Regions from separate parts of the Mus musculus genome. Here regions 2, 3 and 4 are each linked to region 1. The links are chromatin contacts, called in public Hi-C and HiChIP or PLAC-seq maps. All regions are on one chromosome and are shown on one strand. Each heading gives the region's core, a stretch centred on a gene start, on an enhancer-like site or on the middle of the called end of the contact. The rest is flanking DNA. Distances are from core to core; before and after follow the strand shown.

Region 1 (5,395 bases), core at 2,339-4,838:
ACAAACTCCTATGTTTGTTTTAGCTTATTTTACTGTGTAGCTTGCTGATACTTTTGACATTGATTCTATATTCAAAGAGACTGCATCATGTATTAAAAAAGACCCTTCATTTGCAAAACACCATAGAACAAACCTACAGGTTCCATGATGTGGGGCACTACTACTCTGAAGTTTTCATCAACTCCAGGACAATTTCTACAGGATTTTACATATAATAAGCATTCATTTCTGAAATTCCAATGTAGATGTAGTCTTCTGTCAAGAAGATTAAAAGCAGAAAAATCCACTACATGTTCTTCATATTCTAAAGCATGTTTTAAAGAAATAAATGATTCTACATTTAGGTCATACAAGAGATATTAAAAGTCCTTCTATTTTTATCTTCCCTGCATAGTGACTCAAATTTTGTCTAATGACAGAATTGTCATTGCAGCTAATATAAATCATCCCAATTGCATCAATGACAGATGTGAGAATGTGTGCTTAACCACAATGCATACGCTATCTATCAGTATTGACCACTTCTCAAGTGGGATATAGGGAATTATGATTGTGGTAATAGAGAGGAAGATCAATTATTTATTTTATGTTGGGGAGTTACAGGTCAGATGTGAAATAGACTCATTATTTTCCCCTTATTCCCAACGGCTCTCTCCAATAAGTGTCTATTGATCCATTCTCCCCAGAAGCAGTTGCTGCTAATGGATTAGGCAAGTTTATGCTTGGAATTCGTACTTTCCTTTGTAAGTACTATATTTATTCATTTGTCTAATACTCGTTTTCCAAAAATTGAGATTTGTACAATCTTAGTTTAGTAACAGTCAAAGCATACAGTCTGAAACCTTTAATAGAATTTCTTACTTTGTATATTTAAATACAAACTGAGCCGTCCTCAGTAGATTAAAGCAGAAAATAAAAATTATGAAAACAAAGTTATAAAAAGTGAGACCAGACAACTGCTAATTGACTCCATAGAACTGTCACTCAAAGAATAGGAGGGCCTATGTGGTTTTTTGTTTTGATTTTGGTGTGTGTGTGTGTTTGTGTGTGAATGTGTGTGTGTGTGTTTGTGTGTGTGTGTGTGTGTGTGTGTGTACATGTATTTTATTGTGTGGATCAGAGGACCACTTGCAGACATCCATGCTATGTTTCTACCATGTGAATCCTAAGGATTCAACTCCTTTGTTAGGACTGATGGTGAGTAAATTTACCAGCAAAGTCTCAGTGGCCTGAGCCTGGTTTATGAATTCCATAGCATAATTTTGAGAGAGAGAAGAAAACATGCTACATGGATGCAGTGGTGTGTGTGTGTGTGTGTGTGTGTGTGTAATTTTAACATCTCAAAAGACTCTGTGATAAGAAATAGTAATAGAACAATAAAACGCTTAGGCTGAGACAAGAGTCTACACACAATTAAAATGTGAGCCTTAAGAAATTAAAATGGTTCTTACAAACGGAGGTGTTTCTGAACAGCACAATTGAAAAAGATATATCTCACAAGACAATCTTCAAGTTGAGTTTTACAAATTGAAGATTATTTAACTGATAGTCTGTAAGTGGTAGTTAATTGTAAAAGGTTCATGCTTGCTTACAAACCATTACACTGTATGCAAAAGAATAGTATTGCCAATTACCCAAGCCAGCCGATATTGAAGAATTGAGAATAATGATGATAGATTTCCTGATCTGGGAGAAATTTCACTCATTTATGACTCTGCATTCTAGCTAAAGTCAAAGTCTTTTGTGATTAGACATGTATTATATTTGGTTCTATGTATGGAAACATAAGCAAAGGTCAATATATAAAAACAAAAGGTTTTTAAAGTTGGGCATTTACCTGAGAGAAAATGAACTAATAGAGGAAAAAATGAAAATGATATTTTCTGCATGTGAACATGATATTTTTTCTTGCAACAAACAGCATTTTTATACACCCCAGCCAATACCACTTCCCTTTAACCCATGAGAAACTGTTTTATTTTTCTCCCTGCTGCTACTTGAGAAGTCTGTGTAACTAAAATGCATTAAGGTAAGCAGGATTTGCGTGGACATCAATCCACTGGAAAGGCTCCCAGCAGGCCACTTGTAATGTCAATAAAGACTCATAATTGCTTGCTCCTTGATGCATTTTAGACTTGGCTCTTTGGTTGCCTGTCCTGCAGAGATTAGGTTCTCAAAACTTAGGAGACTTAACTTCCTAAACCTTGAATAGAAACTGACACACATAAACAGGGTCTTATACTAAGCTCTGTTGGTTTACTTTTAAAGACCTCAGCAGCTAGGCAAAGGTTCTAGAACCTCGGGTTTTAAGCAAGGGTCATGTCTTTCTACTTAATGCTGCTCCTTGAGTCACTCTGAATTCTTCCTAAGTCCAAGGATACCCAAATCCTGGTGGTGAGCCTTCTCATTTGCTGATGTGGAAAGTGCAAACTTAATGGGCTAATGGACTAGCAAAGGTACTGCTCAGTGAAGGAGCAGGAAGTCAGACTTCAGAGCCTCTGGAATCCTGGGGCCAAGGCACACAGATAGGAAGGAGTCTGGTTTCCAGGCTCTGTCTCCTGCTGAGGAAGCATGTAGATGTTAGGTGTGATAAGCCTGAGCAGTCAGCTCTCTTGAATGTGCCAGAAACTAGGAATGGAGAGGTGCTCAGCTAGAATACTCAGAAAGCGCGCCAGCTGCACAATACAATAGAAGTAAAAAAAAAAAAAAAAAAAAAAAAAAAAAAAAAAAAAAAAAGGTAGGCGGGAAGAGGGGTGAAAATCAGAGCCCAATACACTTCAGTTGGATTTTCAAGAGGAGCCTGCCTTTCCTGCTTTTTACCCTTCCTTTCTTCTTCCCTAGGATTACGAATGTGTTGGTGGGTGTGCCGGAGGACGCTGCCTTTTCTCAGAATTCTGGTCTCAGCAGTGAAGTTTAAATGGCATTGGATTTGCCTTCACTTCGTGAGGAGTTTCCAAACGACAACGCGTGGGTCACAGAAGTGTCCATAATGTTCGTAAGGATGCCTCCGACTTCACTTGCTTACCTCAAGCTTCAAGCTGGGATCCTCATTACCCATCCACTCTGCGGGCGAGATCAGCTCATCAGCTCCTGTGAATAATCGTATTTTCCAGACAGAGTTGTGCACTGAATAATGAACGTTCCCCTTCCACTTCCCTGTTGGATTTCACTGTGCTTCGGTCGGGTTTATTCGCCCGTGCGTTTACGTATGTTTAGCAAACACGCTTTGAATGATAGGCTGCTTTCTCGAGCTATCCTTATCCCTAGCCATTGCGTTCCTCTGGTGGGATGAGTCTCATCTTTCTCAGATGAGATGAATGCTGGTGTCGAAGCTGGCGGATCTGGAGCCTTGACGTTTGGGCGTCCTAGGAGATAGTGTGGTTCTGTGTGTGTCTGTGGTTTGGGGGCATGTGCGCAAGAACGCGTCCGCGTGCGACTGTGAGCTTCCTCCACCCGGCATAGTGCAGACCGAGCTCACAACGACTCTCCGAGCAGCCGCCAGTAACGCAAGGCAACAGCAGCCTCCGCCCCCTCAGCACGGTGATTGGCTGGCCTTGCTTATCGTTTCCCTGCTACGGCGAGGAAAGGGCCAGTGACGCCCCCGAGCCCAGCTGCAGAAGAAACCGCCACCTCCAATGCACAAGGTGTCACATTTGAAAAGAAACCTGAGCCCCAGGGAGGCGGCGCAGAGCGACCCGGGCCCGGTAAGCGCTAACTGCGCGGCAGGGAGCTGGGCAGCGCTGGAGAACCGGGAGAGCTCCACCGCTGAACATCCTAGCGACCTGATTCTGGGATCTCGGCTCCACGCTCCCTTCGCAATTTTCAGATTTCTCCCCCTTGATTATCATCCCAAAACGGAGCCTTTATACCAGGAGAAGGTGCCTGAGCTGGGACAACCAGGACTTTCCCGGGCACCCAAGATGCGCTCAATTAGAAAACGGTGGACCATCTGCACTATAAGTCTACTCCTGATCTTTTATAAGACAAAAGAAATAGCCAGAACTGAGGAGCACCAAGAGACGCAACTCATCGGGTAAATGCATGTTCAAGGATATGACACCAAATCAAGCCATAGTGAAGTGTGCTTAGAGCCGGGAGAGTGACGTTTTTGGAGTGCTGTGTGTATTGGTTTGGGCGTGCTTGTGCAGAGTGTCATGAATTAAATAACAAAGGCTCTTTGGAGGTGTGTGTGCATGTTTCCCATGCTGGTTCTAGGATGAGTTTAACTTGCCCTGTGCAATGGTGGTGGTGGTGGTGGTGGTGGTGGTGGTGGTGGTGGTGGTGGTGGTGAAAGATGTATTGGCACAGGGTGCAGCTCACCAAAGAAGTCACTGCAGAAGTGTCAACAAAGAACGAGTGCCCTTGTCAGTTTAACGCTTGAGCAGAATTCAGAGATGTCTTTACTCCTCAAGCCTTCTCTTTCTTTCTTTCCTTCTGTGTCCCGCCAGTCTATGAGGACACCATAAAAAGCGGCGTTCTCCAAAGTTTATGGTCACAGAAGTGAAGTGGGTCTTTACTCTTTTTTGTTTGTTTTTGTTGGGGGAGGGGACGCCTGTAAGATCTATTTTCTTTCTTTCTTTCTTTCTTTCTTTCTTTCTTTCTTTCTTTCTTTAAGTTAGACATTTCAGTATCAATAAGGAAAATTCCTTATTCACTCCTCTACGTATAAAACTCCCGGGTTTCATGGTTACAGTTTTAGAAGGGAACTGGGAACTGCGCCTTTACAGACCATATCTGCTCTTTTTTTTTGAGTTTGTCAAGATGTGATCAAAATCTCCGCCCCATTAAGTTCTGTAAATATCTCACTTCCTTCCTCTCTCCCCTGGCTTCTCTGCCTTTGAAGTCTATCCGGGAGCAGAGCGAGCGATTTGTAACTTCTTGTCTCTGACAAGGCTTGGAAGCGCACATCTGAGGATATGGCCCTGTTGTCAACTCTGTTAAAAGTCCTGTTTCGGAAATCCTCCCAAGTCCGGAGCTTTCCACAGTCGGAAACTGCACTGGCTGAGATTTCCTTCTGTTTTTACATTGTCTCTGGCATCTTTGAAACGAAGAAGGATGCTTTGGCATTTTTGTGTGTGCGCGGTTTTGTGTGGGGGGCGGGGCAGAGAGCTTCTCAAACACACACTAGGAAACTTTACGCAGCTCTTTTCTTAATATCCCCGCTCCTCTCTGAGTAATCAGTCACAATGAAGTGAGTAAGACGCAGGTGTATCCTCCCGGAAGGACTTGCTATTCTGCATAAAGCTAATAGTACTAGGCTCAAAGGGGACTCTAGGAGAAAGGAACACTAATAAGGAGTGGGCCGAATGGTCCTTATGCTTCAACAAACCTATTCAAGGTTTGTATGAGAGGAAAAATAAATACATACATACATAAATAAAAAGAATTAGGTGAA
Region 2 (5,668 bases), core at 2,164-4,663, 400 kb after region 1:
AAGCCTAGTTGGAGTGAAACAACCCAGTGTATTGGAGATGTCAGTACCATGGGATGATCACCAAGAACAGCAGCCGTAGTGTAGTGGATCAACCTGAGCTTAGAGTGCTACAGAGGGCAGAGCTGGAGAAATGATGCCAGCCCTTAGGAGGAGTCCAAAAGATTAAGTGGAATCCTAGACAGTGAAACAAGAAGCTGTAACATTGAAATTGCCTTGGAGACTCAAAGATGTTAAAGATGCCAGAGCCATGGGATACATGCTGAGGAAAGCTGCTAACAGGAAGTGGAATCAGCCCAGGAGAAAGCAGTTTGTTGCAATCAACAAAAATGAAAAAGGAGTGGAGATCTGAAGACTGCTTTGACATCAGCCATGGAGATGCAGAGTTTGGAGTTTGCCCAGCTGGCTTCCTATCGTTCTTTGGGGATTACAGTTAAGTGATTGGATGAATCTCAGAAGAGACCTTGAACTTTGGATTTTTAACATTGTTGAGATTGCTATAGATTATGAGGACTTTAAAAGTTGGACTAAATGCATTTTGCATTATGCTATGTTTAAGTATACCCCCCCCCCGCCCCCAGACTCATGTGTTTGAACAAGTCTATGGGGGCCAGAGAATGGAATGTGATGGTTTGTATATTCTTGGGCCAGGGAGTGGCACCATTTGGAGGTGTGACCTGGTTGGAGTAGGTGTGTCACTGTAGGTGTGGGCTTAAGATCCTCACCCTAGTTGCCTAGGAGTCAGTCTTCCACTAACAGCCTTTGGATGAAGATGTAGAACTCTCAGCTCTGCCTGCTCCATGATAGCCTGGATGCTGCCATGTTCCCACCTTGATGATAATGGACTGAACCTCTGAACCTGTAAGCTAGCCCCAATTAAATGTTGTTTTTTATAAGACTTGCCTTGGTTATAGTGTCTGTTCACAGCAGTAAAACCCTAACTAAGACAGTATCTTTGTGTATATATGAACATTATGATACCATTTCATTTAGAAATCAAAAAGATTTTATGATAGAATACAACCCTTGGAACACTCATCCCTAAATAAGAGGACTCCCTAAAAATCCCTTCCCCAGGATAGAGGGAGCTCTGAACAGGAGAATGTAGAATGAGTAACACTTAACCCTAGCCCTGGGTATTTGCTTTACCCTTAAGCAGGTACTATTAAAATAATAACATTCATGTCGTTTAAAATTTAATGAGTACTGATATTTAAAATCTGAAGCTGGATAACTGTCATAGAGTATTTCGTGCCATGCAGAATTACCTAAATTTTCATTTGCCATCAGGGGACATGACTCAAAGATTCCCCCAATTTTTCTTTGGTATCAGTTTCACAAATTGAATCAAGTAGCATTATTTTTTTCTGTCAAAAAGTTATATTTAACTTCTATTATTATGAAACCAAAACCACAGCAACTTGTCATTCTTTGATATAGGCACATTTTAAAAACATCTGCATCTGTGTCCTCTTATATAATATAGCTAATTAAAATTGTGTTTTCCTTACATACTTAAATGCAGCTTTTAATGCCCTGATTATTAAAAATGGCTGAAGTAGTAAAAATCTAGTTGGAACTGATTATAAACTTGCTCACAACAACCAGTCTGTAGCAACTCTTTGTTTTCAGAGGAGGAAGAAATATTTTACTTTATTAAAATGTACTTCATAATAATCCATTGTTTAGTAATATTATTGCTGGGTATTGTTTTGACAGTTATTGAGAAAAGAAAGAAAACCCCAAGAAAAATATAGTTTGGTAGCATAGGGAACTTGGGCGAGAAGATATGAGGTTTGGTTTCATTCTGAATTACAATAGCTACTTAGTAATATCTGTGTACCTTGGGTTTTACACATGCATATACATATATGGAAAATTATGATTATTTGTATAAAATAATAGGTATTTTATGACAGAAAATTGCAAGAGAAGCTAATATACCCACTTGCGAGTATTTAATTGACATTTAGAACATTATTTGAAAGAGGATGTAGACCAGATAGAGTCATACCATCTGGAAATAGATAAGAGAGCTTTAGCTCTCCCTGGGTTGTACTGGTAAGAACAAAATGTATTAAAGTAATGTTAATTCCATATAGAGCCACCAAACCTTGACGCTATTGTGGATGCAGGGAAGTGCTTGTTGACAGAAGCCTGATATGACTGTCTCCTGAGAGGCTCTGCCAGAGCCTGACAAATACAGATGTAGATGTACACAGCCAAATATTGGACTGAGCTGGGGTCCCCTATGGGGAGTTGGAGAAGGGAGTGAAGGAGCTGAGGGGTTTTGCAGCCCCATGGAGGGAGCAACAGTGTCAACAGGCCAGAACCCCTGGGGCTCCCAGGGACTGGACCATCAACCAAAGAATACACATGAAGGGACCCATGGTGCTGGCTGCATATGTGGCAGAGGATGGCCTTGTTGGACATCAGCGGGAGGAGAGTTCCTTGGGCCTGAGGGTGTTCGATGTCCCAGTGTGGGGGAATGCCAGGGCGGGGAGGCAGGAGTGGGTGGGTGCGTGGGGAGCACCCTCATAGAGGCAGTGGGAGGGGAGATGGGATAGGGGGCTTCCGAAGGGGAGACCTAGAAAGGAGAAACCATTTGAAATGTAAATAAAATATCCAATTAAAAAATAATGTTAAATGTTAAAACTGATAATAATATAAATTATAAGCGCTTCTGCTGATATTTGTCTGCCTGGAAATGAGAGAAACTGGATAGTGTTGTGATGTGGATTCCTAGGTGACAACTATTGGTTTCTTTCCATCTCTACAGGATACCTTGAAGAAAAGGACTGTTTGAAACCAACTGACTGGACTACCGTTATGCAGATCACAATTGCTGTAGAGGGACAACCGCCCTCCTGAAACCGCAGCTCAGTCTTAACTCTCTCAAGTACCATTTGCATGGGATACTTTGCTATGAAAAGCCCCAGGGTACTCATGGGGCTCTTTTCTACCCAGGCTGGAATGGGAATGGGGGCTCCTGGAGCTGCAATGGAACTGCTCTAACTATACAAGCTGGGCCAGCCTGTGGTCAGTGAAAACAAGAAACTTGCCTTTGAGTGTAAAGTTTGCTGTGATTGGTCAAAACACCCCTTCTCTGGCTACACAGAGAAGCTATGTGGTTCATGGGTAAGCTAGCTAAGAGATACTCCGCTGTTGTTGCGCTGGTGTTTCAACATTCAGCCCAGTGAACGACTTTCAATCGGGCATTGTTTTCCTTCCTTGCAATTGGCGAATGATCTCATTTGGTAGCATGAAGAAAGAAGTAGAGCGGAGATGACAGAGCTGTGGTAGCAGCAGTAGCAGTGAGTGAGGGAAGGTTGGAGAGCCAAGCTACAGAAGGGGAAAAGCAGCTGGCTGCTTTGACAGCTGCAGAAGAGCTTTTGAATATGTGGTGGTGTGGGAGAGAGTCCACAGTGAGTAAAAGCGAAACTGTGGGAACCACATTGCATTGACAGGTGCCAGAGTCAGAGTTGAGAAGTCAGCAGACCGACCGAGCTGCAAACACAAATATCAGGCTACACTGACATCTTCAAAAGAGGTGAATCTACGAGAGCAGCAGCTGGCGGTGACCCAAGCAGTAACAGAGAGAAAATGTTCTTTTATCTGCTTCATGTGCAGAGACAGCTGTGACAGTAGCTTTAGCAAGCTGCGCCACAAGCTGCTGTTAAATACTGAGGAATCTCAACATTAGAAGCACACGTAAGATCTTTAACACTCATAGGGTGAAAGGTCTTGGCTTCATTGCCCTGGGCAATAGATGCAACCTTCTTTTGCTCTTGCTTTTATCTGTTGCCAGACTCTATCAAATGTGAAGGAATGCAAAGGTTGCCAAGGGTTAGCACTGGAGAAGAGCATCTTCTTCCCTTCCCGAGGTTTCTATCCAAGTACAGTAAATGTATATCAGAAAGTTAACTGATAACAATGAAACATTTTAATCTTCTATACTTATTTACCATGTGTATATATGCACATGCATGCCATAGGACATATGGGGGTGTTAAAGGGCAGCTTTGCAAGTGTTCTTTTCTGCTTCCGTAACGTGAGTTCTCAGGATGGATTGAATTGGGGCCATGTGCTCCTACCCACTGAGTCATCACAGTGACGTCAATACAGCTATTTTGGTTAGCAATTTTATTTTGTTAACACTTATTGCTTAATTACTGATTTATCTATCTCTTTAATCTGTAGATATATCATTTTGCTAACTTCAATGGCAGTCAAACCCAAGATATCCCCACTGATTCAGCCCCAGTGATTCCCTTTCTGGCACTGGTGTTATGTAATCTTCCCCCTGTGATGATATTTTATCATTATGATTCATTATCTTCCTCTCATTATGCTATATCAACTCTGTTCTTCATGGCTGTTTTGCTCCCTCTATGTTATGGCTTTGAATAAGTTAATTATAATGTTAAGCTCCTTTGAAGGTCAGGTGGTAGGGAACTTGTAGTAAGTGTGGCTGGTATATGTCTAGGGCTCCCAGTCATACCTGGAGGTATATCTTTCCAGGGAAGTCACTAGATGAAAGTCAATTCCTGACTAATGTTTCAAATGCATCCTAGGATAAAACTTTAGCTGAAGAGACAGTTGAGATAGACCTATGTGCTGAAATGATAATATGTGTGTTCCGTTAAAACATATATTTTTGTTCACTTGTTCTGTAGCAACAGAAAACTTATACACTAGCAGGTCACACCTTTCATTTTTATAAACATAAAAATTCTTAAATGTTGCCTTTGTTTTGAAGACAATTTTATGCAAAACCCTCTTAAATAAAAGTGACAAGATTTTTTTTTGTAAATAAAAATGTAAAGATTTCTTGTACTAAGTGGTTTCCAGACTCATCAAAATCTTTTCAGATACCATTTTTCTGACCACTGTAACAGATCTTCAGTGGCTTTGAGAAGGCATAATTCAAAGAACCTAAGAAATTATGTCTGTTCTGTGTTCTGCAAGACATTACACAGATGTTTCTTCATCTCCTTCAATAGAGTGGAAAATAATCACCTTCATTTGCATTGTTTAAAATATTGCAAACTTATCATGTGAAATCTAAGTTTGATTGTATTTAAGCTCAAATAGTTCTAAATGTATGTAAGTTCTTTACATTATATGTCATATATATCATGTCTTATTTTGCTTTTTGATGTAATTCACATCATAACCAATAGCAACTCTGAACCAAATGCAGTTATTTTAGCTTGTAGCTGATTGTCCTCCTGAGGGAAGCCAGGAAGGGAACTCAAGACAGGAAACAGAGAGAAGAACTGGGGCGGGCATTATGGAAGGGCAGTGCTACTGACTTGCTTCCTGTGGCTTGGTTAGCTTGCTTTTCTCTACAACTCAGGACCAACATGTCCAGAGGTGGTGACACCAACACTCACTCCTACATCATTATTAATCAAGAAGATGCCCACAGGCACTCTCAGTTGAGCTTCTCTCTTGCTAGGTGACTCTCGTTTGTGTCAATTGGACAAAAGAGGACCAGCATGCATATGTTCTACTCAACTAGGATGAATGGGAGAACATAAAGTACTAGAACAAGTTTTTGTCAAATGACTTTGAATTCATTCTGGTAGAGCATAGAAAAGCATTTAATTAAAAAAACCTTATATATCAAGTTTACTGTAAGGGAACACTTGCTGATCAGATTATAAAA
Region 3 (6,126 bases), core at 3,456-5,955, 440 kb after region 1:
TATATGTTGGATATTAGTCCCCTATCTGATTTAGGATAGGTAAAGATCCTTTCCCAATCTGTTGGTGGTCTCTTTGTCTTATTGACGGTGTCTTTTGCCTTGCAGAAACTTTGGAGTTTCATTAGGTCCCATTTGTCAATTCTCGATCTTACAGCACAAGCCATTGCTGTTCTGTTCAGGAATTTTTCCCCTGTGCCCATATCTTCAAGGCTTTTCCCCACTTTCTCCTCTATAAGTTTCAGTGTCTCTGGTTTTATGTGAAGTTCTTTGATCCATTTAGATTTGACCTTAGTACAAGGAGATAAGTATGGATCGATTCGCATTCTTCTACATGATAACAACCAGTTGTGCCAGCACCATTTGTTGAAAATGCTGTCTTTCTTCCACTGGATGGTTTTAGCTCCCTTGTCGAAGATCAAGTGACCATAGGTGTGTGGGTTCATTTCTGGGTCTTCAATTCTATTCCATTGGTCTACTTGTCTGTCTCTATACCAGTACCATGCAGTTTTTACCACAATTGCTCTGTAGTACAGCTTTAGGTCTGGCATGGTGATTCCACCAGAGGTTCTTTTATCCTTGAGAAGAGTTTTTGCTATCCTAGGTTTTTTGTTATTCCAGATGAATTTGCAAATTGCTCCTTCTAATTCCTTGAAGAATTGAGTTGGAATTTTGATGGGGATTGCATTGAATCTGTAGATTGCTTTTGGCAAGATAGCCATTTTTACAATGTTGATCCTGCCAATCCATGAGCATGGGAGATCTTTCCATCTTCTGAGATCTTCTTTAATTTCTTTCTTCAGAGACTTGAAGTTTTTATCATACAGATCTTTCACTTCCTTAGTTAGAGTCACGCCGAGATATTTTATATTATTTGTGACTATTGAGAAGGGTGTTGTTTCCCTAATTTCTTTCTCAGCCTGTTTATTCTTTGTGTAGAGAAAGGCCATTGACTTGTTTGAGTTAATTTTATATCCAGCTACTTCACCGAAGCTGTTTATCAGGTTTAGGAGTTCTCTGGTGAAATTTTTAGGGTCACTTATATATACTATCATATCATCTGCAAAAAGTGATATTTTGACTTCCTCCTTTCCAATTTGTATCCCCTTGATCTCCTTTTGTTGTCGAATTGCTCTGGCTAATACTTCAAGTACTATGTTGAAAAGGTAGGGAGAAAGTGGGCAGCCTTGTCTAGTCCCTGATTTTAGTGGGATTGCTTCCAGCTTCTCTCCATTTACTTTGATGTTGGCTACTGGTTTGCTGTAGATTGCTTTTATCATGTTTAGGTATGGGCCTTGAATTCCTGATCTTTCCAGAACTTTTATCATGAATGGGTGTTGGATCTTGTCAAATGCTTTTTCTGCATCCAACGAGATGATCATGTGGTTTTTGTCTTTGAGTTTGTTTATATAGTGGATTACATTGATGGATTTTCGTATATTAAACCATCCCTGCATTCCTGGAATAAAATCTACTTGGTCAGGATGGATGATTGCTTTAATGTGTTCTTGGATTCGGTTAGCGAGAATTTTATTGAGGATTTTTGCATCGATATTCATAAGAGAAATTGGTCTGAAGTTCTCTATCTTTGTTGGATCTTTCTGTGGTTTAGGTATCAGAGTAATAGTGGCTTCATAAAATGAGTTGGGTAGAGTACTTTCTACTTCTACCTTGTGAAAAAGTTTGTGCAGAACTGGAATTAGATCTTCTTTGAAGGTCTGATAGAACTCTTCACTAAACCCGTCTGGTCCTGGGCTTTTTTTGGCTGGGAGACTATTTATAACTGCTTCTATTTCTTTAGGGGATATGGGACTGTTTAGAAGGTCAACTTGATCCTGATTCAACTTTGGTACCTGGTATCTGTCCAGAAATTTGTCCATTTCGTCCAGGTTTTCCAGTTTTGTTGAGTATAGCCTTTTGTAGAAGGATCTGATGGTGTTTTGGATTTCTTCAGGATCTGTTGTTATGTCTCCCTTTTCAGTTCTGATTTTGTTAATTAGGATTTTGTCTCTGTGCCCTCTAGTGAGTCTAGCTAAGGGTTTATCTATCTTGTTGATTTTCTCAAAGAACCAACTCCTCATTTGGTTATTTCTTTGAATAGTTCTTCTTGTTTCCACTTGGTTGATTTCACCCTGAGTTTGATTATTTCCTGCCGTCTACTCCTCTTGGGTGAATTTGCTTCCTTTTTTTCTAGAGCTTTTAGATGTGTTGCCAAGCTGCTAGTATGTGCTCTCTCCCGTTTCTTCATGGAGGCACTCAGAGCTATGAGTTTCCCTCTTAGAAATGCTTTCATTGTGTCCCAAAGGTTTGGGTACGTTGTGGCTTCATTTTCATTAAACTCTAAAAAGTCTTTAATTTCTTTCTTTATTCCTTCCTTGACCAAGGTATCATTGAGAAGAGTGTTGTTCAGTTTCCATGTGAATGTTGGCTTTCTGTTATTTTTTTTGTTATTGAAGATCAGCCTTAGTGCATGGTGATCTGATAGGATACATGGGACAATTTCAATATTTTTGAATCTGTTGAGGCCTGTTTTGTGACCTATTATGTGGTCAATTTTGGAGAAGGTACCATGAGGTGCTGAGAAGAAGGTATATCCTTTTGTTTTAGGATAAAATGTTCTGTAGATATCTGTCAGATCCATTTGTTTCATCACTTCTGTTAGTTTCAGTGTGTCCCTGTTTAGTTTCTGTTTCCATGATCTGTCCATTGGTGAAAGTGGTGTGTTGAAGTCTCCCACTATTATTGTGTGAGGTGCAATGTGTGCTTTGAGCTTTACTAAAGTTTCTTTAATGAATGTGGCTGCCCTTGTATTTGGCGCATAGATATTCAGAATTGAGAGTTCCTCTTTCAACAATACAATTTTAAACTCATAATCTCATCTGAGATGTAAAGGCAACCTCTTAATTGTAACACACTGTAAAAACTCACAAAGGAAATTATTTATGTAACTAATATGTGTACATATTCATATACCTATACATACACATCATACACATACAGATACACATATACATCATATATACCATATACATACACATATACTTATACACACATACATATATACATCATATACATACACATATACATCATGTACAACATATGCATATACGTATACATACACATACATATATATCATATATATGCACATACACATATACATGTATTCCTTGCCATTCTAAAATAGAGGAAGCAAAGCATAGTAAGGAAATACTTAACCGAAGCAAGATCTAAACACAGCAAATTAAAATACCAAATCCTGCAGCTCCATGTCCAATGTCAATGATTTTAGATGCCTCTCTGAACCAGCTTTGCTGCCTATAAAATACACCTCTCCCTTGAGCTGTCTCCATTCATTGTATGTGGCTCCTTTTGTCAGGATTCTCACTGTTCTGGCATCTGCAACATCGTGAGATCTCTACTGTAACCCAGCAGCAGGAGCAGTAAGTTGAGAGCTGACACAGCAATGCACTGCCATCCCCAGAGACAATGCAAAAACAATGTAAAAACTTTAGTTTAGAGCTTTAAGTTTCAAATAGCATTTGAAATGTAAATGAAGAAAATATCCAATTTTTAAAAAAGCAAAAAAAAAAAAAAGCAAAAAATAGAGCTTTAAGTTTAAGTAAAGGCTTAAAATACAATTAGTAGGAAAATTATTAAGGGTCACCTCTGTGGAACTGGTGTATGTGTGAATCTCACCTGTTATCTGGCATGTAGTATGATTACATATAAACATATTGTATGTTACCATAAAATTTCTTCCTCATGCTTTATAGTTGTAATTTTAATTCAACAATTATAATCAATATTTATTAAGCCCTTTAATAGATTGGAAATCCAACATGTAGAACATTGAAGCCAACTCAAGCACTTGAAAATACCTTTGTTGAATGAAGTGATACATAATTGGAAATGACAATGATGGAATGATGGATGCCACAGAATCCCATGAGAAGCTGAAGGCTCAGGGTAGATAGCCTGTTTTCATAATTGTAAAACATGCCTTTTTAAAGGTTCTAAAATCAAATACTTGAAAGATTTTTCAGTTGAATTTACTCCAGTATCCAAATCTTAGGCACTGCCTGACACCACAGGTGTATTCAATAAATATCGCTAGGTGAATGCCAATGAAAATCTGTAAATAACTTGTTTAGTGATTGTTAGATTATTTAAAGTACTTTATCTCATGTATTCAATCACAAGAATACCAACTTTTGTATCAATACTATTTTAAAGTACATAGTTAACACACATAAAACTTGAGGGTGCAACATTTTCATAGAATATGTACAACACCAAAAACACTGAAGCTTTTAACTGGAGAGTATTTCAAGAAACAATAATTCCCTTCTCTCTTTCCATTTTTTCACTCAAATGTTTACATTACGCTATAGTCTCTAAAATGAGCCTTTGAATATTTCAGTTTCTCTCCAAAGACTGATGTTCATTTCAGAGTTAACTGAGCAGAAATGTAAGAACTTTATCAGAAAATAATTATGATGATAAATGCTTTGTTGTTAAGGAAATATCCATTTTTTGGACCCTAATCAGGATTAGTTAACATTAAGGAGCTGAAACAATATTTTAGTTGTTCATATTTGTCACAAGCAGGAAAGTAAAATTTCTCATTGGCAACTGTGAATTGCTTGGAATTCCCAGCCTCAACACTCTCTGTTGCACAGTAAATCCCCAGAGGAAATCACATGACAGAACAGCTATTTTTGTGTCTTGCTAAGACCAGAATTTTGAAGTGTTACCAAGAAGAAATATTTTCCCTCCATTTATATGCACACCAATAATTAGTCTCAAGGAAATGAAGTGCATAAAAAGTGAATTGAGATTTTGTTTTTAACATGAGCTTGTTTGATAACAGCTTCCACTCTCCTGACAGATGGATTCTTCTTGGCAGATGATTATGCAAACTGTTCCTTCCGTGCCTGTCTACATGAAATGTATTCTATAAACACACTGAAGCCTCATGCTCCTCTGAGTCCTCAGTGCTTGAGAATGTATTAGCACCATACTGATTTGGATGACAGGATTTAAAAGTGTCTGAGGGTGGAAATGGAGAAAATTCTAGTGTGATTGCTTTGCTTCAGTCAAGAGTCCTGGCAGATAATAAGGTGCCTCCTTCGAAATTTCTTAGATAGGAATTTTATGTCATAGGAAAAGAACTCATCTAGGGAATTTCTACAATATATTTTTTTTTCAAAAAGCACAAATACTGGGAAACCAATATTTGTGGAAAGTAGTATCAGGGAATTGCCAAATACATGACAGGTAAGCATAAGGGTCATTCTGACACTGAGAGTCTAGCTACAACAGTTATATTTTATCATAATTTCCAGGTTTTATAATGAGTGTTCTAATATGCTGATAAGAGAGATTACTCCCCTTCTGTCACTATAATCAGAGATGTTAAGATTGACTTCATTGCTGTGCAATCCAAGAGCAAGAGAATATTTTCTTGAGGAACTACAAGCAAAATGTATTTTTGTCAAAGTACAGTTTGGGTCAATAGAAATACAGGCTGTGTGCATTAACTAAACAGATTCAAGGTGCTGAGTAGTGTAAAAAGCCTCCACTATAAAGGTGGAAACATAGCTAGGTTGTAGGACACTTCCATTGCATGCATGAGGCTCCAAGTTTAACCTCTTGCATTGGAAAAAGAGGAGGGAAAAAAAGGAAAGACATTAGAAAAGAAAATAAATTCATTGTGCCTCCCTAGTTTTCCATTGGACTGCCAACTTCTTTGTCGGGCTGGTCAGACATTCAAATTCTTTCAAAAGTGGCTAAAACCACAATTCTCCAAGACAGGATTATCACTATGACAGCCTGACTCTATAGCCCCTGTCTTATGGTTACTTTCTTCAGAGTAAAGTATTACCTTCTAGAATGGAGACGGAGGCTCATAAGCAAATCAAAAGACTCAGGAAGCTCAGAAGGTTATAAGATACACAATGCCATGTTCCAAAGACAGTAAAACCAGTAAACAATTGTTGAGAAATGGTGGTCTTTGGTGAAGCTATGTAATAACTGACTTTGGGTCATTCATGCTTCTATGTGTAAATGCAATAAATTCATTGATATTCAGAGTAGGGTTTAATTGCTTATTTGAATGGGCCTCAGGAG
Region 4 (5,626 bases), core at 774-3,273, 330 kb after region 1:
TATGTATATGTATATGTATGTGTATGTGTATGTGTATGTGTATGTGTATGTGTATGTGTATGTGTATGTATATATGTATATGTATACACATATATAATAGATATATAGATACTAGACTGTAGACAGAGAATTACTTTTGATGTACAATAGGAAACCGAATTAAAATTAAAATATAGGCCTCAGGGAGTGGGAAGGCCTGGTAGGGGCAGGACACCCTCTTGGAAACAAGGGGTAGGAGGAATGGGATGAAGAACTGTGGGAGGGCGAACCGGGAGGGGGACTGGGCTGCAAAAAATAAAAGTAAAAAAATATTCCATATGCTTTATACAGGTATGCATGCATCCAGACCTTTAAATGATATATTTTTGTAAAACATATCTTCAAATATTCACAAAATTGAAAATTTTTATAGGATTAAGTTTAAAAATAACAAAAAAATTTCATTGTATTAATTTTTGGAAAAAATACAAGGTTTATATATATACATTCACACATATACGTACATACACACATATACACACATGTGTATATGCATATATATACATACACACATATATATGTATAAATATGTATTATATATGCTATATGCATTATATATATGAATTTTTATTGTACCCTTTTCTTGAATAGAAGTTTTTTTTTTTTTTTCTATTTCTTTTCTCAATTGAACTTGCCTTGGGGACATTATGATCTGTCTTTTGAGTTGTGAGTACAGGAAACTAGGAACGGGCACCCCTATTGGAAACATGACAGGCATATAACTTAAACTCTATCTAAATAGAATAGGACACTATTGTGCGGGGAGAACATGAGATTGTAAGGGTCCAAAAATTGCTGAAGGAAGACCTTAGACTAGGGTATTATGCAAAGCACAGGCCTTCTTAGAGGACATTAGGGGAGTTTTCTAGAAGGATTAGGTAATCTAAAATTTCATTGATGAGTGCTAGAGTGTCACAGGGGTTATAGAAACTTAAGAGTACTTTTTTAATTAGATATTTTCTTCATTTACATTTCAAATGCTATCCTGAAAGTTACCTATACCTACCCTCCCCATCCCCCCACTCCCCAGCCCACCCACTCCAGCTTCCTGGCCTTGGCATTCCCCTGTACTGGGGCATATGATCTTCACAATACCAAAGGCCTCTCCTCCCATTTATGGCCGACTAGGCCATCCTCTGCTACATATACAACTAGAGACACAGCTCTGGGGGGTACTGGTTAGTTCATATCGTTGTTCCTCCTATAGGGTTGCAGACTCCTTTAGCTCCTTGGATACTTTCTCTAGCTCCTTCTTTAGGGGTCCTGTGTTCCATCCAATAGATGACTGTGAGCATCCACTTCTGTATTTGCCAGGCATTGGCATAGACTCAGAAGAGAGAACTATGTCAGGGTCCTGTCAGCAAAATCTTTCTGGAATATGCAATAGTGTCTGGGTTTGGTGGTTGTATATGGGATGGATCCCCGGGTGGGGTAGCTCTAGATGGTCTTTCCTTCCATCTCAGCTCCAAACTTTGTCTCTGTAACTCCTTCCAAGGGTATTTTGTTCCCCATTCTAAGAAGGAGCAAAGTATCCACACTTTGGTTTTCCTTCAAGAGTACTTTTTAAAAAGTTGTTTAGATGGTGTTTTGCTGGAGCAAACACATGAAGGAATGTTTAGCTGAAGTGTACCCAGGTGAACTTCTAAGACAGACTCCTGAAGGGACATTTAGCTAAAGCAAACACAGGAGAAAGGATGTTCTGCTAAAACACACACATGAAAGGACACTTGAAGTATTGTTTTGCTAATGACACACTGGTATTGGTCTGCTTTACCCTATTTGAGCTGCATTTGTCAGGACTTCATAGAGAGAAACACACCAAAAAACTTGTGGTAGGGTGCTGTAGTTTCTTGCTGCCTCTCTGGCCTCAGGCTGATTGGCAGAGTGATGTCAGCTGAGACAGATGCACATGCTAAGTAGGGCAAGACCAGTACTGAAGTAAGACAAATGCTGATGCAAGACCTGTGGAGGACACATGATATTTGGAAGATATAAATAGAACTCACAGGACAGTAATAGAGGCTGAGGTAGACTTGCTAATAGAGCTAGTTGTGCAACACTTGTGGGTCTTGTCTCTTCACTGATCTTTGATTCCCTGAGATAGGAACAGCTGAGAACTTCCTCCTTCTCTCAAAATAAGAAATGTATCAGAGCAAAATACAGTCTTAGGTTGTTTTCAGTAATGTGCAACATTATAACCTTAAGGCAGGGTTCCAGTCAATAGTGCACTTAGAAAATCTTTTAATGACAACTCTGGGACAAAGACAAATAAACAAATAAAGCAAATTCCTATGCATATTGATTTCTGCTAGACAAAAAGCAGGACAGCATCAAGACTCTAAACCCCAAAACAGAGATCACCTCCAGAGAAAACAGAAACCATAGTGATATTGTCTAATGGTATACACTCCAAAGAGAATGAAGGAAGAGGCTCAAGTTTCTATCAACATAAATCAGACTCAGTTATTCAAACTCAAGCATAGGCCTTACAGCTCAGTGTCAGCAGCCTAGAGGATAGAAAAAGTGGCAAATATGCATTCACTAGGGTCCCAACTAGAACCCAGCCAAATAGGTGGCATGTGCTGAGGAATGAGTGTGACAGAAAGAGATAATAATTAAGTGCTGGTTCAACATTACCAGGAAAATAAGTATCAAATGTTTCATGACAAAGTACTAAGTATTAGAGGAGAGAGACAGAATAAGGCATCCAATTTAACAATTAAACATTGTACTAAGCCAAAATGTCACTTAGTGTTCCATAGAAAGACAGCATAGCTACCTCTAGTACCCCAGGCAAAATCATCCTTTTATAATTATTTAAATTTTTAATGAACTTCAAACCCATGTTTTTCCTTTGGACTATTGACTGTTGAAGAGGAAAGGTCATTTGTTTCTTTTGTTTATATTGGTTTTGTTAAAGAGAAACCATGTTTGGGGAATTGTGTTACATTCTGTAAATGCATCCAAACCTATCATCATCCCCTTAAATTCAAATGTATAAATCTTAGTGTTCAATCCAAGCCCTAAATGAGATATAACTTGGGGAATACTGGTTGAAAGATTGGTCTGTTTTGCAGATAAGGAAGTTATAAATTCTGGTGGACAGACAGTCTATGTTAGTGGTCTCCACAAATGGATACCACTGGATTCCTTCTGTGTGTGTGTTTTGTTTCTCCCATGATGAGCATGTGTAGGCTTAGATTTTTTTCAAAACCCACTACTTAGGTTTCTTAAAGACTTCAACCTCCCTTATAAACCACTGACCAGAGGTAGGGGAAGAAGGTCCATAGGCAAAAGCTGTTGTGGACTTGTTTCAGAAGTAGTTCCTTGAGATGATTCTACTCTTCCTTGTCAGATACCAGCAGTCCAATTCAACAGCAAACACCAAATAGTGATCAATAGCAGTGGCACAGTCCAGCAGAAACAAGCAAGGCTTCACCAAATTAACAGGAGTCAGCAGAAGCAGCCAGAATCATCCAGAGTCCCTACGGATCTGTAGCTTTAGTGGTAGAATTTTTTGTTGACTGATTTTTATAACCCAAATAACTAAGTGAATCTCCTCTTTATTTATTGTTGTTATTGTTGTTGTTTTGTTTGTTTTTGGGTTTTTTTCTGGAACAATCTGTAACCCACAGAATGGCAGAATTCTTTGTTTCTTTAAACATGTTCTCTAAAGCATGTTTGTCAAAATTAGCCAACAAAATGTCATCCATGCAACGGTAAATGAAAGACTGGGGAAATTGCTTACAAATTATTCTAATGATTGCAAGACAAAATACTGACATATAGTTAGATTATTTAATATTCCCTGTGAAAGTACCTTCCAATTGCATCTTTTTATTCGACCACTGTTGTTCAGATTATGTACTGAGAAAGTAAACTTTTCACTATCCTGCACATGGAAGGGTACTGTGAAAACAAAATCTTTCTAGTCAATTATAGACCATGATCTAGGGAACAGAGAAGATAAAGGAAGTCCAGGCAGTAAAGGAGCCATTGATTTAATTACTTTATTCATTGGTCTTAAATCAGCTATCATCCTCAATTTTCCTCTTTTTTTTTTTTTTTTTTTTTTTTTTTATACAACAGGAGGATTTTCCATGGGCTGGTAGACCCTTCTATATGTTGAGACTCCAGCTGCTCTTGTACCAGTTATTCAAGTATCTACAATTTTTCTTTTGTTATGGGCTACTGCTCTTGCCACATAGAGGTCTGTTTGATAACTACAAGACTGTTGGCATGTCAGCAGTGGCCCCTTTTATACACTTGAAAACTCAATCCCTGTGATGTCCTGTGTTTCAACAATGGGCACAGTTTATGACTGTTCTCAATCACCTGTTATCAATACCTTCCCCAGAAGCATCTACCGCATCATCTCCAGTTTCCTTATTTGCTCTCTCCCAGAAATGCAGGGATATTAATTTGAGTACCACATTGTTGTGAAAGATCCCTTACCCATACATTTTTGGGTATGTCAGCTACATACGGTCTCAATTTCCCTTTGCCCTTTGGGTCGCAGGTAACCCACTGGACATTTTGTCTTATTTGTGACAATTTAACAATCCTAATAAACATGTTTAAACCTTCTGTAGGGAGCAATCTGGATTCCAAGACTTTGGGAAAAATATACTAACTTCAGCTCCTGTATCCACCAAACTTTCTATTTCAACACCATTCATTTGTACCATTAATTTGTGTCTCTGATCATTAACCACTGTTTCCCAGAACACTTACTTTCCAGGATTCACCAAAGCCCCTGTTCTTTCTGCTGGACGTAAGGAAACAACTCCTGAGCAATTCTACTCCTTGCTTAAATATGCATCTCCTTTTTCACATATGCCATGATTCAAATTTCTTCCTTGCAATCTCAACCTACTATACCTAAATGCACAATAAATTATTGAGAAATTAAGCTACTTCTTCTCAAGATTGTCCCTACTGTCCCTACTGGTAAAGGACCATAAATACTGGTGGTAAACTTCTAACGTTCAACTTTTGGGGATAGTGTTAAGAGGTGTATCTGTGGCCAGACCAAACCTGCACTTCTGTAGCATGTATAAGATCAGAAATAGTTTTGATTTTCTTGTCAGCTTGGTACCACATGGATGACCAGTGGAAGATGGCTCATATTGTTGCAGGGCCTCGAGCTAACAGGCCCCTTGGTTTGTTTCCTAATGGCGAAGGATTACCTCGTATGTCTCTTGGAGCTACAATCCTTAGACCCATGCTTGCCCTTTCCAGAGTCACTACAATACCCTGGAAGCCTTTGTGTTTCATAGCAGCCAGAGCCTACTTGTTCTCTTCCACAAATACCCTATCTTCCACATCTGCTACTTTGAGCTCCAAATCTGGTAACCTTAAAATTTCTTTGGAAATGGCCAAATTCACCACAGTTAAAGCATCAGACATTTTTTTGTTTTGTTTTGTTTTGTTTTGTTTTGTTTTGTTTTGTTTTCCGAGACAGAGTTTCTCTGTATATCCCTGGCTAGCATCAGATATTTTGATTCCTGAGACTTCTAGCTATGGCTTGCCCTATCATATTGGCATGAGACTTCTGAAACCAAAACAAGTCGACTCTCTTTTTTCA

What was found. A called contact is a pair of places that touch in the nucleus more often than the background predicts. HiChIP or PLAC-seq counts read pairs in DNA pulled down with a chosen protein or histone mark.
Region 2: a contact with region 1 is called in an H3K27ac HiChIP or PLAC-seq map of regulatory T cell precursor, with 7 times the contacts expected there. The contact joins the enhancer-like site here to the promoter of St8sia4 in region 1. A contact is called at or near these places in 6 of 39 promoter capture datasets (the C10 cell line, the HPC-7 cell line, hippocampal neurons and 2 more), 2 of 15 datasets of contacts at CTCF or cohesin (large pre-B cells and pro-B cells), 4 of 484 Hi-C or Micro-C datasets (B cells, DN3 thymocytes, pre-pro-B cells and 1 more) and 12 of 115 datasets of contacts at active chromatin or transcription factors (the 230-238 cell line, CD8 T cells, the SCID.adh cell line and 8 more).
Region 3: a Hi-C map of cerebellum shows a contact between it and region 1, with 1.7 times the contacts expected there. The contact joins the enhancer-like site here to the promoter of St8sia4 in region 1. A contact is called at or near these places in 7 of 39 promoter capture datasets (the 3T3-L1 cell line, the C10 cell line, the HPC-7 cell line and 3 more), 1 of 15 datasets of contacts at CTCF or cohesin (pro-B cells), 1 of 484 Hi-C or Micro-C datasets (cerebellum), 4 of 115 datasets of contacts at active chromatin or transcription factors (the SCID.adh cell line, astrocytes, embryonic hindbrain and 1 more) and 3 of 9 other capture datasets (adipose tissue, liver and macrophages).
Region 4: a contact with region 1 is called in a Hi-C map of bone marrow-derived macrophages, with 20 read pairs. The contact joins the enhancer-like site here to the promoter of St8sia4 in region 1. A contact is called at or near these places in 4 of 39 promoter capture datasets (the C10 cell line, the HPC-7 cell line, hippocampal neurons and 1 more), 1 of 15 datasets of contacts at CTCF or cohesin (pro-B cells), 5 of 484 Hi-C or Micro-C datasets (bone marrow-derived macrophages, cortical neurons, forebrain and 1 more), 7 of 115 datasets of contacts at active chromatin or transcription factors (the 230-238 cell line, the HPC-7 cell line, PVALB interneurons and 3 more) and 2 of 9 other capture datasets (adipose tissue and liver).

What each region holds. Positions count from the first base shown.
Region 1 is chr1:95,665,787-95,671,181 of GRCm38.p6, reverse strand. It overlaps St8sia4 (ST8 alpha-N-acetyl-neuraminide alpha-2,8-sialyltransferase 4), which reads left to right and starts at 3,588. Exons shown (of 5, transcript NM_009183.2): 1 at 3,588-4,033. The coding sequence starts at 3,921. Gm30431 (predicted gene, 30431) reads right to left here and starts at 3,481. Exons shown (of 4, transcript NR_166710.1): 1 at 3,026-3,481.
Region 2 is chr1:95,266,021-95,271,688 of GRCm38.p6, reverse strand. No RefSeq gene overlaps it. Among named protein-coding and RNA genes, the nearest start is that of Fam174a, 45 kb to the left of the region's middle. Within about 2 kb of position 3,413, at least 100 of the 459 cell types and tissues checked have an H3K27ac peak or open chromatin away from gene starts, as enhancers often do. A contact at or near this core is called in the 230-238 cell line, CD8 T cells, DN3 thymocytes and 10 more, where this site is marked.
Region 3 is chr1:95,222,195-95,228,320 of GRCm38.p6, reverse strand. No RefSeq gene overlaps it. Among named protein-coding and RNA genes, the nearest start is that of Fam174a, 88 kb to the left of the region's middle. Within about 2 kb of position 4,705, at least 13 of the 459 cell types and tissues checked have an H3K27ac peak or open chromatin away from gene starts, as enhancers often do. A contact at or near this core is called in cerebellum, where this site is marked.
Region 4 is chr1:95,336,213-95,341,838 of GRCm38.p6, reverse strand. No RefSeq gene overlaps it. Among named protein-coding and RNA genes, the nearest start is that of Fam174a, 25 kb to the right of the region's middle. Within about 2 kb of position 2,023, at least 24 of the 459 cell types and tissues checked have an H3K27ac peak or open chromatin away from gene starts, as enhancers often do. A contact at or near this core is called in the HPC-7 cell line, the SCID.adh cell line and bone marrow-derived macrophages, where this site is marked.